5 separate regions of the Mus musculus genome follow, and regions 1, 2, 4 and 5 are each linked to region 3. A link is a contact called in public Micro-C and promoter capture Hi-C data. All regions are on one chromosome and are shown on one strand. The core of a region is the stretch at or near the end of the contact, and the rest is flanking DNA. Distances in the headings are between cores, read along the strand shown. Region 1 holds the start of Adamts7 (a disintegrin-like and metallopeptidase (reprolysin type) with thrombospondin type 1 motif, 7). Region 2 holds the start of Tmed3 (transmembrane p24 trafficking protein 3). Region 3 holds the start of Rasgrf1 (RAS protein-specific guanine nucleotide-releasing factor 1). Region 4 holds the start of Ctsh (cathepsin H). Region 5 holds the start of Ankrd34c (ankyrin repeat domain 34C).

Region 1 (2,700 bases), core at 27-2,526, 250 kb before region 3:
TGCTTTAAATGTCCCTGGCATCCAGGCCCACAGCTACAGTATCTTGACCAGGATGGCAAATGGCCTAATCAGGCTCAGGGCAGATCTTCCTTGAGGTCACCCCTGCCCCATGCATATTGGTCCAACTCACTCAAGAGTTCATTCATCCCTCCAGTCCCGTCACCCCTGTCATACCCTTGAATCCCTCACCTGCAGATACATAACCAGCCCCCATTTGGCCTGGAGCGTGCTAAACACGGGCTCTGGGGTCTTCCACATCCCTGACTCTCACAGTCCCAGGCCCGCTGCTCCGGACTCTCCAGAAGCGCGCTACAACGCAGGTCGCGGCCAAACAAGAGCCTGGATGCTGGCCAGAGGCTCGTCGGAGGCCGGCCGGCCAGGCGGGGCTGGGAGAGTTAACCCAGGGCGGAGGAAGAAGCTCAGGCTCCCCCATTCCCCTCCCTTGAACACTTGGGGGAGGGGGAAACAGGAAATGCAAAGGCGATGGGGACTCGGACCCCCACGTCCGCCTAGCTGGGAGGAGAGGCGGCGGACCCCGGTAGACCTGCGACCTGGCGCGGTCCCCAGCAGCGTCCTGGCTAGTTTGCTTTCCAGGAGAGTCACCCCGAAGGAGTGTGTAAGAAGCCGTCTCGCGCGAATCGTCCAGCCCACTCGGAGGAGCGCTCTCCTGGGAAAGATGCACTCAGCGCAGCACGCGCGGCAGGGAAGCCGAAGCCCGAAGAGAGTGCAAGCTCACTCCAGTGGCAAGTCCCGGATGCCAGCTGAGTGGACAACTGAAGGATGGCTCCCGGTAGGTGCAGCTTCTCTCAGCTGCCAACACGACCCCAGCTGATCCCTAGTCTCAGAGTAAGCCGGTCCTGCGCGGGGTGCACAGAGAAGCGGCTGGGATTGCAGAAAGGGTGGCAGGGTCAGACGGGTCCCAGAGGCTCAGCCACCCACCTGATGCAGGTCCGAGGACGCGGGACGCCAGAGCGCACAGGATCAGGAGGAGACTCGGACCACGGTGCATGGCCCGGACGGGGTGGCCGCAGGACGACCCCTGTGCACTCCTTCGTCTACGCCGTTGCGTCCCAGCCGGGCCTGGGTCCGACTCAGGACATGCCTGGCTTTAAACTCTTCCCAAGGTCCGGGTCCTGACTCTAGCCGCCGGGCAGCTGCACTCGCTCCTCCGGCAACAAAGACTGCAAGGCCCGCCCCCTCAGCCAGCTGCCGAGGCAAAGAAAGAGAGCGAGAAGCCCAGGAAAAAAAAAAGAAAGAAAGAAAGAAAGAAAGAAAAGGAAGGAGGGAGGGCGGGAGGGGGAGCAGGGCGCCCACCCCCGCCCCGCCCGGCGGGCTCCTGCCCCCGCCCCCACCGGTCTCGCCCCGCCCCCGCCAGGCCTCAGCGCCCTGCGGGCGGGCCACCTCTTGCAGAGCACGGTCCCCACCCTACCAACTCAGGCTCCGGACCGCCCGCAGGGCTACAGACGTCCCCCTGGCGGTGGTGCGCGCCCAGGCCGTCTGTATCCTCCGAGATCTACCCCCCCCCCCGTCCCCTCCCAAAAAAAATCTGGAGTTCTGCAGTTTCTTGTCACTATCTATGCTTCAAGAGACATTCTTGGGTATGCGTCCCAGGCAAAGAATGCCTGCCCTTCAGAGAAAGAAACCTGGAAACCCCCAAGGAACGGAGATGGCACAGCAAGGAGGCACGATCCGGGGGATTCTAGATTTGTGTCCAAAGTCAACCTAGGAGAAAGACTTGGGCCCTTCTAGACTGGGCAGCAGTTCGCTGATTCCTTGCCTCCAGATGCTTTCAGATGTCTGTTTTCCCTGGACTCGGCACAGCGTTCTGCCAACAGCCTAGAGACTCTGGTGGGCCAAGACAGTGGCTACAGACTTTCAGAAGGGACCCTGGTAGCCTGAAAGCCAGCCAACCTTGCTTCATATTCCTAAAAATCTTCTGTCCTTGGTGGCCCTAATCCACATCCCCTTTAGCCTATACTTCCAGGAGCAGACTCAGGAGAACATGCACGCGGGCGCGCGCGGGCGCGCACACACACACACACACACACACACACACACACACACACACACACACACACACACCTTCACTGAGCCTGGTTCTACCCTGACAGTGATGTACTTGTACAATCCTTCTTCTCCCCCTTGGCCACTCTTTGTGCCCACCAAGGTACACAGGGACCCATACGGCTCATTGGCAGTTTCATGGTGTTTCTCCTACCAGAGAGCTCACTTGTATCTCTCTGCTGTCCGGCTCTCTTAGCTCTAGGGAGATGTGTGTAATGCATCGACATCTGCTCTCCTCACAGTCATCCTCAATGTCTCCATCTTAGTTCTTTTAGGTCTTGGTACCACCTGAGGCTGTGACATCCCCTGCAGCGGAGATTGTTGTTGGTTTATTTCGTTTTGTGTCCTCTAGTCCCTTGTCATCTTTCTTCTCTTTACCCTTTGACCTCTTCGGGCTCCATCTTCCCTCTCCCCCCCCACCCCCCCACCTCTGACAGTGGCAGGAACAACAAAGGCTATCCCATCTTCCTGAACATCTCCCACCCAGTGCAAAGGTACGGAAAGCTGGCACCTACTTTCTCTTTCTGAATATGCAGAGCAAACACTTTGCACTGTTGGAAAATGATCTCACCAGGACTCTGCAACCCTCTCCCTCCGTCTTCCCAAAAGGATTCAGTTCCAATATTTTCTTCTGTC
Region 2 (2,700 bases), core at 164-2,663, 200 kb after region 3:
TTTTTAAAACTCAGGCATTTTCTCTTGTCTTATATGTAGTTTGATGCTGATTCCAATTCTGCCTGCTCCAACTTAAAGAGCTGTGAAACCAGGCCTCTTCTTTTGAACCACTGCAGATTCCCCCTCCCTCCCCCACCCTCCCAACCCCCATCCCCACCACCTGGAACTTAAATGTAGCGCTTCATCTTTAACTTGTGGGAACTTCAGTTTTGTTTTGTTTTGTTTTGTTTTGTTTTTCTTCACTTGATTTTCCAGTTAGATGATTATAACTTTCACATCTTCAAATACTCTTCATTAAAAATGTTAAGAGTTGGAGGAGAGATGGCTCACTGGTTAAGAATACTTCTAGAGGACCCCAGTTTGGGTCCCAAAAGCCTTATCAAATGAGTGACAACTGCCTGCAATTCTAGCTCCAGGGGATCCAAAGCCTCTGGCCTCTTTGGAGACCTGCATTCATATATACATACTCATATACACACATGTGCATACACATAATTGAAAATAAGAAATATAAGTCAATGTTAAATAGGACAAGCAGGGAAGGAGCCCCAAGGCACACAGCTCAACACCTCTTTCACATCTAATCTAGCACAGAGATAGTACATTTTATTAATAATTATATTATGGGTGCTGCTTTCATGCACATTAGCTCCTTGATACAGGATCCAGTATGGCCAGTGGTAGTGTATGCCAATTTTATCTATGTGGTAGTATATATGAGTAGTGAAATTCTTTGTTAAAATTAAGATTCACCATATCTAATAATGTTCTACTGACAGTAAGTGTTTATGTATCAGCAAATATTATAACATGTAATGTCTCTTTGTTTATGGACTATGGTGAACATAAAATCATATATATCCTTCTTAGGGCAGTTGTCATGAATAAGACAATAAATCAACTTGTCTTTCAACACTTTTAGAAGTTAAAGGGGATGGCAGATTCTCTCTGAAAAAATTTTCAATGTGACCCGAATGCGAAAACATAATTGAAATCCTTTAGATGCTTTTATTTCCAGAAGGGAGTCTGTGTGCAAGAAAACCTGTTTTCCCCCAGTGTAGCCATGGGGTTTACTTTGTTGAACACTTCTTCACCTTAGGTAGGAGGGGGGAGTGGAGGATCCGTCGCCTCCCTTCCCTGCGGTTCCTTTCTAGTCCATCGAGTCCTCCTAACTACTGAATGTGTTCATTACGTCCGGGATTTCTCCGGAGACGTGGCAGACACTAAGTGACAGCAAGTCAGAAACAGACTAGAAGCCCAACGGTTTCCGAGTTGAAGGGACGCACTGAGAAGTACCCGAGTCCAAGAGCCGCATCAAATACAATAGCGCCTAAACTCAGTGATGCGCTTGCGCAGCGGGCGGAAAGGTTCCCCGCCCACCTCTCTGGTGTGCGGCTGCGCGCGGAGTGGCCGCCACCCGGAACCGCTGTGCTGAGCTCGCGCCACGTCTCTTCAGGGGGCCCCTCCCCTCTCCCTGCTGTCCCTGCTGTCGCTGCGCGGGAGCCTAGAGAGGACTAGGCCCGGAGCATCATGGTCCACGAGGCTCCGCACGCTTCATCCTTCCAGATGCTGCTACAGCTGCTGCTTCTGCTCCTGCTCCGGGCCGAGCCACTGCGGAGCGCTGAGCTCACCTTCGAGCTGCCGGACAACGCCAAGCAGTGCTTCCACGAAGAGGTGGAGCAGGGCGTGAAGTTCTCTCTGGATTACCAGGTGCGGCCCTAGCCGCGTCTCACTGGGGCTACTGGTGCGCCGCCATCCGGAGCGGCCAAGATTAGCCACCAAAGGCTGAGGGGGTCGGGGATAACAACCCCAGACCGGTTGACTTCTCCCTGAGAAGAAACGTTTGTATCTGCCAGAGCCCTCCCGAAGTGGGCCAGGGGCACTGGGGAGTTAGGCAGGCTACAGGTGAGCGCTCAGGATGGGGGGCCTGTTACCGCCCCCTGTCGCCCCCTGCAGAATTGACCAGAATGACCTCTCCCAGGTACCTCCAGGAACATCAGTATTAATTAGCTGGACACCCACTGGGTGGCAGTCTGACCCAACTGTCACTTTGGGCTGGGTGTCTTGCTGGTGCTGAAGTCAGCTGCATCCTTTACAGCTGGAGTTTGGGGTGACATAGTTGGAGTGATGAAGGGTTTTTTTTTTTTGAAAGGAGGGTTCAGTGCAGACTTCGAACCCTGCCAGTGTATACTTAAGGACAGTCACACACACTCCCTCCCCAGTGGTGTGGCTATGTGGCTTGCCTCTCTGCTTACCATATGGCTCAACAAAGTTAGGTCCTGCACTTTGGTCTCCATGGACAGATCTCATAGCTAACAGTTGCTTTGGTAAAGGCTCTATCCCCTAGGGTTAATGAGTAGGCATAGGGTCAGAGGGATGAATGACCACCATAAAGCAAGACCTCTAGAAATGAGGTGACACAGGCACCCCAGTTGTGTACAATGAGTAAGCCCTTCTATGGTAGACGCTCTGAAGGTTGCTTCTGCTGACAATTCCATGTATGGTGGAGTCACTGATGAGACTGCTCTCACATCTATGGACGACATACAGTGTGTGTGTGTGTGTGTGTGTGTGTGTGTGCCTGCCTCAGCACAGGCAGCCTAAGAATAAGAACAATATTCTTGGCTGGGCAGTGGTGGCGCAGGACTTTAATCCCAGCACTTGGGAGGCAGAGGCTGGTGGATCTCTGAGTTCGAGGTC
Region 3 (2,700 bases), core at 22-2,521:
GCAGCGGCCGCTGCGGCGCAAGGGGCGGGGGAGGAAAGAAGAACCCACTTGTCCCACTGCTTCGCAGCAGCCCTGGCCCTGGCCTCCGCGCATTTCAGCGTTTGTTTGTAAACCCTGGGGTTTGTTAGCCTGGCCAGAGCCAGCTGAAGCACATCATCACTAGATCACACAAAATAACGACTCCCCAGCCCCCCACCCCCACCCCAATTCCCTAACTCGGCCAGGCTAGCGCAGATTATAATTCTCCCCTAGCTGCGTGAGACAGGGGACCGCGACGCTTCGACGTCTGTCTCACCCTTTCCAAGCCTAAGTGTAAGGAATTTCACATTTCGGGCAGAAGATGGGGACTATCAAGGATGGGGGTGAGGGTGGGGGTTGGGATGGGGCTAGGGGCACCATTTTAAGTCGGACGGTGATGAAATTCCTTGCCCGAGTAGGTCCTTTGGACCCCATCTTCATCTCTATCTCCAAGTTTCAGGCTTCCTGTCCCCGCCACCACCAACACCCCCCCCCCGCCACTCCTACGGGGTTTACCCTGCCAAGGGCGGTCGCAGCTGGTAGCGGCGCCCTACCCGCAGTCCCTGCCTCCTCTGCCCGCACTAGGGTCACCCTCCCAATTTGGTCCAGCCGGTCCTTCCCGCGAAAGATGCTGAGACGCCCTGAATTCTTAGAGGAGAGGGTCAAAGTTCTGTCCCCAAAGCTGGATGGAAGGCCCTGAACCCTCAAAGGCCTTAGCAGGGGCGCGGGAGGTCGGGACGCGGCGCTCCCTCACCTGTTTCTCGCCGGACTCCTTGGAGGAGGTCCCTCGCTTGGGGGAGGGCGCGCGTTTACAGATACTTCCCTCGAGCAGGTAGAGCCCCGAGGGCCGAGGGCTGGAGTCGCTTTCGAAGTAGAAAAGCAGGTTCTGGAGCAGGGCAAACCACTTGGTTTGCCATTTTGGGTTGTCCGCACTCCTCTTGCTCAGGTAGCCTTTGCGCGTGCCGTCCTTCTGTGCCAGCAGTCCCAGGGTCACGACGTGGCCATCGTTAAGCCGGATGGCTTTCTGCATGATGCTAGAAGGCCTGAGAGACTGCTACGCACTTACATCTCAGAGAGGCATCCGAATGCCCCTCGTCGGTGCGCGCTCTGCCGTTCTCTGGCGCTCTCTGAATCGCTCCCTCGCTCTCCCTCGCGCGCGCTCTCTCTCTCTCTCTCGCTCCCCCGCCCTCCCTCGCTCTCTCACACCCCGCCCCCTTCAAGATCTACACTTTGAGATCGGGCGCCGTGCTCGCTCCTAGCTGGACCCTTCCTGGCTGGAACCTCTTCTCTCCGCAGAGCCGCGGGGGCCCCTGGGGATGTTGCACGACCCTCCCTCAGCTAACTGAGGGGAGGGCGGTCTGCGCGAGGGCTGGGGGCAGCAGGCGGAGTCATATGACGCCAATCCCTCGAAGAGCCCGTTTCAGCAGCGCGGACAGGGACACACGCACGCAGCCCCGCCGAGGCGCAGAGCCGCACGCAGGCTGCACCTTGGCGCCTCCTCCCCTCCCCGGACACACACACGCAAACACACGCACACACGCAAACACACACATACACACACACACACACACACACACACACACACACACACGCACGCACACGCACACATACACGCCTACCCCTCCCTCCTTGTTTTCCTCTTCTCTACTTCGGGTGTTCTAAGCCAAATCAGATCAATTTTCGTTCAAGCCAATGGCACCCCGGAGGCTCGCCTCCTCGGAGTTTGTGTTCTTTGCGCCCCGCCGCGGCGCACCTTAGACCTAGGGTCGGCCCCATTTGTCGTTTTTCTCTCCTACAGCTTTCTCTCACCTTCTTTCCCTACTTTATTTTTCTAATTCAAGGTGGATGGAGGAAGGTGGATAGTAAAAGGGATGCACTAGTTTGTTCATAACCGTTCGAGTCTGTTTTTTTTTCTCTATTCCTCGCGGCTTCGCCGGCGACACGAGAATAAAAGGGGTGAACTTGGGTGGGAAGAGGTGACCGCTCCATTTTGAGCATTGCCATAATAACCGGTGTCACCCCATAAACCCCAAGGTCTGGCTGGCAAGCCACTGGTGGGAGTTTTCAGCAAATATCCCAGAAGCCTGAAGGCGGGCTTCAAACACAGGCGCCTGGGACCATGGGAGCCTTCACATAGCTGCGCTGGCGCAATGATACCTTAATGATAGATTTTCCGTTCTTATTTTTAGCTTCAATTCGCCTACACAGTTACACGGCATTTATTCGAGAACGTCACAGCGCCCGCATGCTGCACCGGCAGAGCGCGCGGGCTGCCGGGCCAGCCGGGTTCTGGTGCGGGGAGCGCGCATCGCCGTCTGCCGCAGAGGGCAGCGGCCTCGTTGAAACCGGGAACGGCGCCCGGCGCTGACAGTTTGCAGCCGGGACGGGTGTCCTCGCAGCTCTCTGGAGAGAGAAAAACACACACACACACACACACAAAACAACACCATCTTTCCTCACAGAACCGCGAGAGCCCTTCCCCCTTTAGAAACACACACACACACACACACACACACACACACACACACACACACACACACCATGCACCATAGTCTGGAATGGAGCTATTCCAGTTCAGGGCATAGTGGCCCAGGCCCGTGTTCCTAAATGATGTTAATTTTTCTTCCTCGGGTAATCAAAAGAAAAAGGGCAGAGGGCTAAGCCCCTTCATGCAGACTTGAT
Region 4 (2,700 bases), core at 159-2,658, 140 kb before region 3:
CTAGACTGATTTCGCTGATACAGTCTGAGTCCGGATCGTTTGGGATGTCTTCACACTGCCCGGGAGATCCCCAGAGACCCAAGTCAGCACAGCAATATGAATTTGCTACGTGGCATTTATCTCTCTCTCTGAAAGCCCTAGTTCCAGTGAGTTACAAAACCAAAAAGAAAGAAAGACAAGCTGGTAAGAGAAAGTAGAAATGGGAGGGGGAACAATAGAGGGTAATGAAGGCTGAAATATATCAGGATATATTATAAACACTCATGAAAATGTAATAATGAAACTTATTATTAAGTACAATTAATATATGCTAATAAAATCTTTTTTTTTTTTTTTAAAGGAAGTTTTGTGTGTCCTGCGGAAGGACCATCAGCAGGGCTAGGAAATCCCAGACCACCATCTACTCTCAGCCAGGGGCTTTGATTGACCGGCTCTTTACACTTAAAAATGGCTGGCGCGCTTTAACTTCTGTTTTCACTGTCCATAAATAAACATCTATTAGAACCAGCTACCCGTAGCTGCGTTCGTTCCACAGGTTCCAAAGGTTCGTTTGTAGCCTTTAGGAGTTGCTACAGAGACCAACGTTGTACACAGTAAAATATTTACTGGTTAGTCTCCTGCGGTTGCACTTTGCCAAGAGTTGAGGCGACTTTCCCGAGCCAGCTTTTTCCAGGCACACCACAGACGCTAGGGTTAAAACTTCTGTGGGTGCCCCATGTTCCGCAGGGCAGGGAGTCACCCCAGCACGGCACAGTCGGACTAATAACCCAGGCAGGGCGATCCCCGGGGAGGCCAAGTCCACGGAAAGTACAGGCTGGGATGTCCCGCTCCCTCCCGTGGTGGGACAGGAAAGTTTTGTGCCCTTAGCTGTCCGGCAGAAGGGGCTGAAGGCTTCTGTATCTAGATCTGAGCCAAAAGGACTCTAGGTACCTGCCAGCCTGTTCCTCGGATCACGCAAGACGCGTGTCCCCCGAGACTAGCCCGTCCCTGTTCTCCCTCCGGTGCCCTCGGAGCCCTGCGCCCCACTTTCTCCCTCCTACCTATGGCGTTCACGGTCAGCTCGGCGGTGGCCCCAGTACTCAGCAGCCAGGCCCCAGCGCACAGCAGCGGCAGCGCAGCCCACATCTCGGCGCTCACTGCCCGGTCCCACCGAGTGCCCTCTGAGCCCAGCCTGTGGAAAGGAGGTGGGGCGACTCTGGCCTCCGCCTAGGTGATGATGGTTCCTCTCCTGCCCCCTGTGGCCATTACACTCCTGCTCTTGGGAAGAAGGGTTCTCAGGGTCTGACCCTGAAGGCTAGTCCCTGCCAAGTGGGAGGAAGCGCAGCCTAATCCCCAGTTTCCTGTCTGTCCCCATCTCTGGTAACTCCGTCTCCGTGAAGGTTTCTTGAACCATAGCTCCCTGGCCTTCCCTATAGCTTGAAATGACTTAACCAGAGGGCTGTCTGGACTGCTCACCCCCAACAGGCATTTGGGTTGCTTCCAGGCATTTGCGTTGCTTCCTCCTCCTTCCTCCTTCTTCTTCCTTCTTCTTCTGTTTTGGTTTTTTGAGACAGGGTTTCTCTGTACTCACTTTGTAGACCAGGCTGGCCTTGAACTCAGAAATCCACCTGCCTCTGCCTCCCAAGTGCTGGGATTAAAGGTGTGCGCCACCACACCTGGCTCTTTTTTTCTTCTTACAGTCCCCATATAGCCCAGGCTGTCTTTGAACTTGTAACCCTCCTGTTTCAGCCTCCTTTACAAGTTTCTCCTGGCAGCCCATGGCATTTTGATGAAGGCAGAATGACCTTCCTCTCCTGAGATTCTTTGGTCAGATTCTGTCTTTCTAGTGCCGGGGGAAGAGATTCCAGAAGTCTTTTAGAATTAAGTATAGTAAGGTGGTTCTCTACCTGGGGGTCAAATGACCCTTTAAAAGGGGCCACCTAAGACCATCGAAAAACACAGATATTTATATTATAATTTATAATAGTATCAAATGTACAGTTATGACATAGCAACAAAAATAATCTAATGGTTTGGGGATCACCATAAAATGAGGTTGAAACTACTGGTCTAGTGGCTTTGACCAGTTTTCAGAATTCTATTTAAGAAGCCCTGAGGCTACGGATGTAACTCAGCGAGCATGGTCCATCATGCACAAGGCTCTCATATAAGCCTTGAATAAGTTCAATGCCTAGTACTCCTATAAACACACACACACACTCCCCCCCACCCCCCCCAAATAGCCAAATAGACAAACCGAACCAAAAGCCACCACACAAAGGCACGTCTTTCAGATACTCTGGACATGTGGACACTGAATCTACACTGATCGGTTCTGACAGGCCTGGAGTATGGCTCCAAGGACAGATAGTGTGCAAAGGGCTCCCATTTTAGGATATCTGACTTGATGTGTGTACTGGCTGGTTTTGTGTGTCAACTTGACACAGCTGGAGTTATCACAGAGAAAGAAGCTTCAATTGAGGAAATGCCTCCATGAGATCCAGCTGTAAGGCATTTTCTCAATTAGTGATCAAGGGGGAAAGGCCCCTTGTGGGTGGAACCATCTCTGGGCTGGTAGTCTTGGTTCTATAAGAGAGCAGGCTGAGCAAGCCAGGGGAAGCAAGCCAGTAAGGAACATCCCTCCATGGCCTCTGCATCAGCTCCTGCTTCCTGACCTGCTTGAGTTCCAGTCCTGACTTCCTTGGTGATGAATAGCAGTAT
Region 5 (2,700 bases), core at 23-2,522, 170 kb after region 3:
ATTACTCCTTTGCACAAATATAATAGTTACAAACCATGAAAACATTTAGGGAAAGAAACACTGTTGAGATTCTGGGGTAGAAAGTCTCACTTAGCAAGATGGGAAATGTAGAAGTGACTATACTAACTTTTACTGGGATTAAGGGGACTCCATAAACAGAACTCAAGTCATTAAAAAATTATGGGGACTGAATGGAAACTTCCATGTGTAGTACTATGGCACTGCTGACTAATAAAAGCACAGTAGGAAATAATATCGATCCATTTAAAAGATCAGTAACATTGATAGCTATCTAGTAAGTTTGGTTTTAAAATAAGTAAAAGAGAAGTGATAGACAATTTCAACAGAAAGTATTAGGAAAGCAAAGAGGATTTTTTTGGAACAGTGTCAGAGACATACATACATACATACATACATACATACATACATACATACATAAAAATAGCAAGACAATACTTTGAAACTTTGTGCTGGAACGTTGAACATATAAATGAGATAATTTTCAAGAAATATAGAAATCACTAAAATTATGTCAAGAAGTAGGACATTTTGGGGTAGGGTAAATCAATGCTATGTGTGCATGAAATTTAGAAGAAAATTCAACTTACCTCTAGGAAGCTGACTAGTGGGGAAAGGAGTCTACAGGGCTCAGTGGAAGGAGGCACCCACTTGCTAAAACCGTACTCTGCTTTGAATAATATGCAGTAGCTATGAATTAATTTAGTTAAAAGATAACTAAAAATTGTTTAGTGTTGACTCCATGGGAAGTCATAGAAGTAGGAAGGAGGTGGGTTAAAGGTTGGAGTTGATGCAATCCAGAAGTAGCCATGTGGAGCCACCACACACACACACACACACACACACACACACACACACACACACACACACAATCAGATTCTCTCATTGTGGACTGTCATCCTGAGATCTCAAGTTTATCAAGGAAATCTGAAATAGGCAGAGCCATAGGAAAAGCAAAGCAGACACGAGTTTGAATCCCTACCGGTGACAAGACTTTGGAAAGGTCCGTTCAAATCTCCAGACCCCAAGGAATAGACTCTTCACTTGCGCAAATACACCAGGGGCTCAAAGGCTCCTGCCAAGTTGTTAAGCAAGTCTGATTTCAAGGAGAACTAGGGACAAGGGGGAGGGGCAGCGGCTCCTTTCCCCACAGGGGCAGGTAGGCACCTCCCCCACCCTCACTGCCCCCTCCTTTCAGCTTCCTCGCTCACACCCACCCACACAGCCCTCTCTGTTCCCGGCTGGAGAGCCTTTCTCGGGCGCCAGCGGGCAGCAGTGGAGCCAGCCAGCAGAAGCCAAGCTGCAGGACTGGGCTGCGCAGGAGCTCTGCAGCTAGAAGCTGCAGTCTAGGGAGCATCCTCACATTTCTTTAATACTTCTTTCTCTTATTAAATACTTCTTTCTCCTTGGCCACCACAAGTTGGAAGATCAGGGTGATTCGAATAATTGGCACAGAGGTTTCATTTGTGGCCCTTGAAGAAGTTCTGAGCAAGTCATTCAACGGCATCCACGAAGACAGGGCTAGTTCAGCTTCTGGCTCTGCTTCAGACAGGCAGAGCCCTCCTGGAGCCAACCTGAAGCCGCAGGAGGAGGTGCTGTGGAAGTGATGGCTCTGTCCAAGTCCTGGACCAAGGTAGCATCTCTGGGTAAGCAGGTAAGCCCCCCCCCCACGGGTTAAGTGCACCTCAAAGGCTTTCTGCTGGTCACCTAGGTGAGTCTAGAGTCTCCCCAGAAGTAAGTCTGCGTTTTCTAGCCAGGGCAGGAGGCGGGGCTGGTAGGAGAGAGCCTGTTTTTATCACAGGAAATTGTGGGAGACTGGAATGAAAGGATTTAATGTAAAATATATATATTTGCATTAACGCGTGGGGATGACATGCGTAGGAGCCAGGGACTTTTGTAGGAAATGGTTGCAGATTGGGGCAGGCTGTTGGGCGTCTGGGTTTTTATAGGAACTAAAACTGGAGCAAAGCCTTACGTTTTTTGCATAAACCTGTGGGGAGTGGGCAAAGACAAGGTGTGATTCTGAAAATGTGCACAAAATTGTAAAGTGTATGTGTCTGAGAATTTCTGAGAAATGATGGGAGGAGCATTTACGGCTCTGACTTCAATTGACTCCGCCACCCCACCCCCACCCATAATCAGTCCTCAGGAAGGGACCCAAAGACACTGATAGCAATGGATTCCCATACACCAGGCGCAGCCACACCCCGGGTTTCAGCACTTCGGACAGAGCCCTTTCCCACCTCCACCCCTGCAGCTTTAAGCCAGAGGCGCTGTTTAGTTCCTCCGCAGTTACCTCTGCATGGTGGGCGGTGACTCCCTGGGTTTGGCAAAACGGGGCTCTTGAACCGAAAAGACGAATATTTGTGAAGTTCAGTTTTTAATCGGCTTCTAACTGCTTCCTGTGACTACAGAAGGAAGGGGCGGAGTGCAAAGGTATCTTTCCAAGGTTCCGCGAATGCTGCAGCTAAACGAAGTGGCCTCCTCTGTTTGGGAGGGTGTATCCAAACTTTCCAAAGTACTTATCTTTTATAAGTCGCTTACCGCATGCCAACACCCGGTGCCAAATGCTCTATATAGATTGTATAATTTTATATACCATAATAGTTCCATTTCTATGCTATTTTTATTCCCATTTTTCAGTCGAGAAATGAAGCAAGAGTGACTAAGAGGCTTGTCCAA

Evidence for each region. Promoter capture Hi-C pulls out the DNA fragments that hold promoters and counts their contacts. Hi-C and Micro-C count contacts between places; a contact is called where the count stands out from the background. Capture Hi-C pulls out chosen DNA fragments and counts their contacts.
Region 1: a Micro-C map of embryonic stem cells shows a contact between it and region 3, with 2.6 times the contacts expected there. The contact joins the promoter of Adamts7 here to the promoter of Rasgrf1 in region 3. A contact is called at or near these places in 4 of 39 promoter capture datasets (embryonic stem cells, liver and stem cell-derived epiblast-like cells), 7 of 484 Hi-C or Micro-C datasets (differentiating embryonic stem cells and embryonic stem cells) and 2 of 115 datasets of contacts at active chromatin or transcription factors (both in embryonic stem cells).
Region 2: a promoter capture Hi-C map of adipose tissue shows a contact between it and region 3. The contact joins the promoter of Tmed3 here to the promoter of Rasgrf1 in region 3. A contact is called at or near these places in 6 of 39 promoter capture datasets (the 3T3-L1 cell line, the C10 cell line, cranial neural crest and 3 more), 4 of 484 Hi-C or Micro-C datasets (cerebral cortex and embryonic stem cells), 2 of 115 datasets of contacts at active chromatin or transcription factors (forebrain and pancreatic cancer cells) and 2 of 9 other capture datasets (adipose tissue and pancreatic islet).
Region 4: a contact with region 3 is called in a promoter capture Hi-C map of embryonic stem cells. The contact joins the promoter of Ctsh here to the promoter of Rasgrf1 in region 3. A contact is called at or near these places in 6 of 39 promoter capture datasets (the HPC-7 cell line, cranial neural crest, embryonic stem cells and 1 more), 2 of 484 Hi-C or Micro-C datasets (embryonic stem cells and nephron progenitors), 5 of 115 datasets of contacts at active chromatin or transcription factors (embryonic stem cells and pancreatic cancer cells) and 3 of 9 other capture datasets (adipose tissue, liver and pancreatic islet).
Region 5: a contact with region 3 is called in a promoter capture Hi-C map of liver. The contact joins the promoter of Ankrd34c here to the promoter of Rasgrf1 in region 3. A contact is called at or near these places in 1 of 39 promoter capture datasets (embryonic stem cells), 18 of 484 Hi-C or Micro-C datasets (all in embryonic stem cells), 2 of 115 datasets of contacts at active chromatin or transcription factors (both in embryonic stem cells) and 2 of 9 other capture datasets (adipose tissue and liver).

Annotation. Positions count from the first base shown.
Region 1 is chr9:90,161,554-90,164,253 of GRCm38.p6, reverse strand. Adamts7 (a disintegrin-like and metallopeptidase (reprolysin type) with thrombospondin type 1 motif, 7) reads right to left here and starts at 1,276. Exons shown (of 24, transcript NM_001326351.1): 1 at 940-1,276. The coding sequence starts at 1,009.
Region 2 is chr9:89,703,756-89,706,455 of GRCm38.p6, reverse strand. It overlaps Tmed3 (transmembrane p24 trafficking protein 3), which reads left to right and starts at 1,413. Exons shown (of 3, transcript NM_025360.2): 1 at 1,413-1,710. The coding sequence starts at 1,531.
Region 3 is chr9:89,908,346-89,911,045 of GRCm38.p6, reverse strand. Rasgrf1 (RAS protein-specific guanine nucleotide-releasing factor 1) reads right to left here and starts at 1,271. Exons shown (of 27, transcript NM_011245.2): 1 at 773-1,271. The coding sequence starts at 1,048.
Region 4 is chr9:90,052,975-90,055,674 of GRCm38.p6, reverse strand. It overlaps Ctsh (cathepsin H), which reads right to left and starts at 1,408. Exons shown (of 12, transcript NM_007801.3): 1 at 1,041-1,408. The coding sequence starts at 1,125.
Region 5 is chr9:89,737,047-89,739,746 of GRCm38.p6, reverse strand. It overlaps Ankrd34c (ankyrin repeat domain 34C), which reads left to right and starts at 1,272. Exons shown (of 2, transcript NM_207260.2): 1 at 1,272-1,664.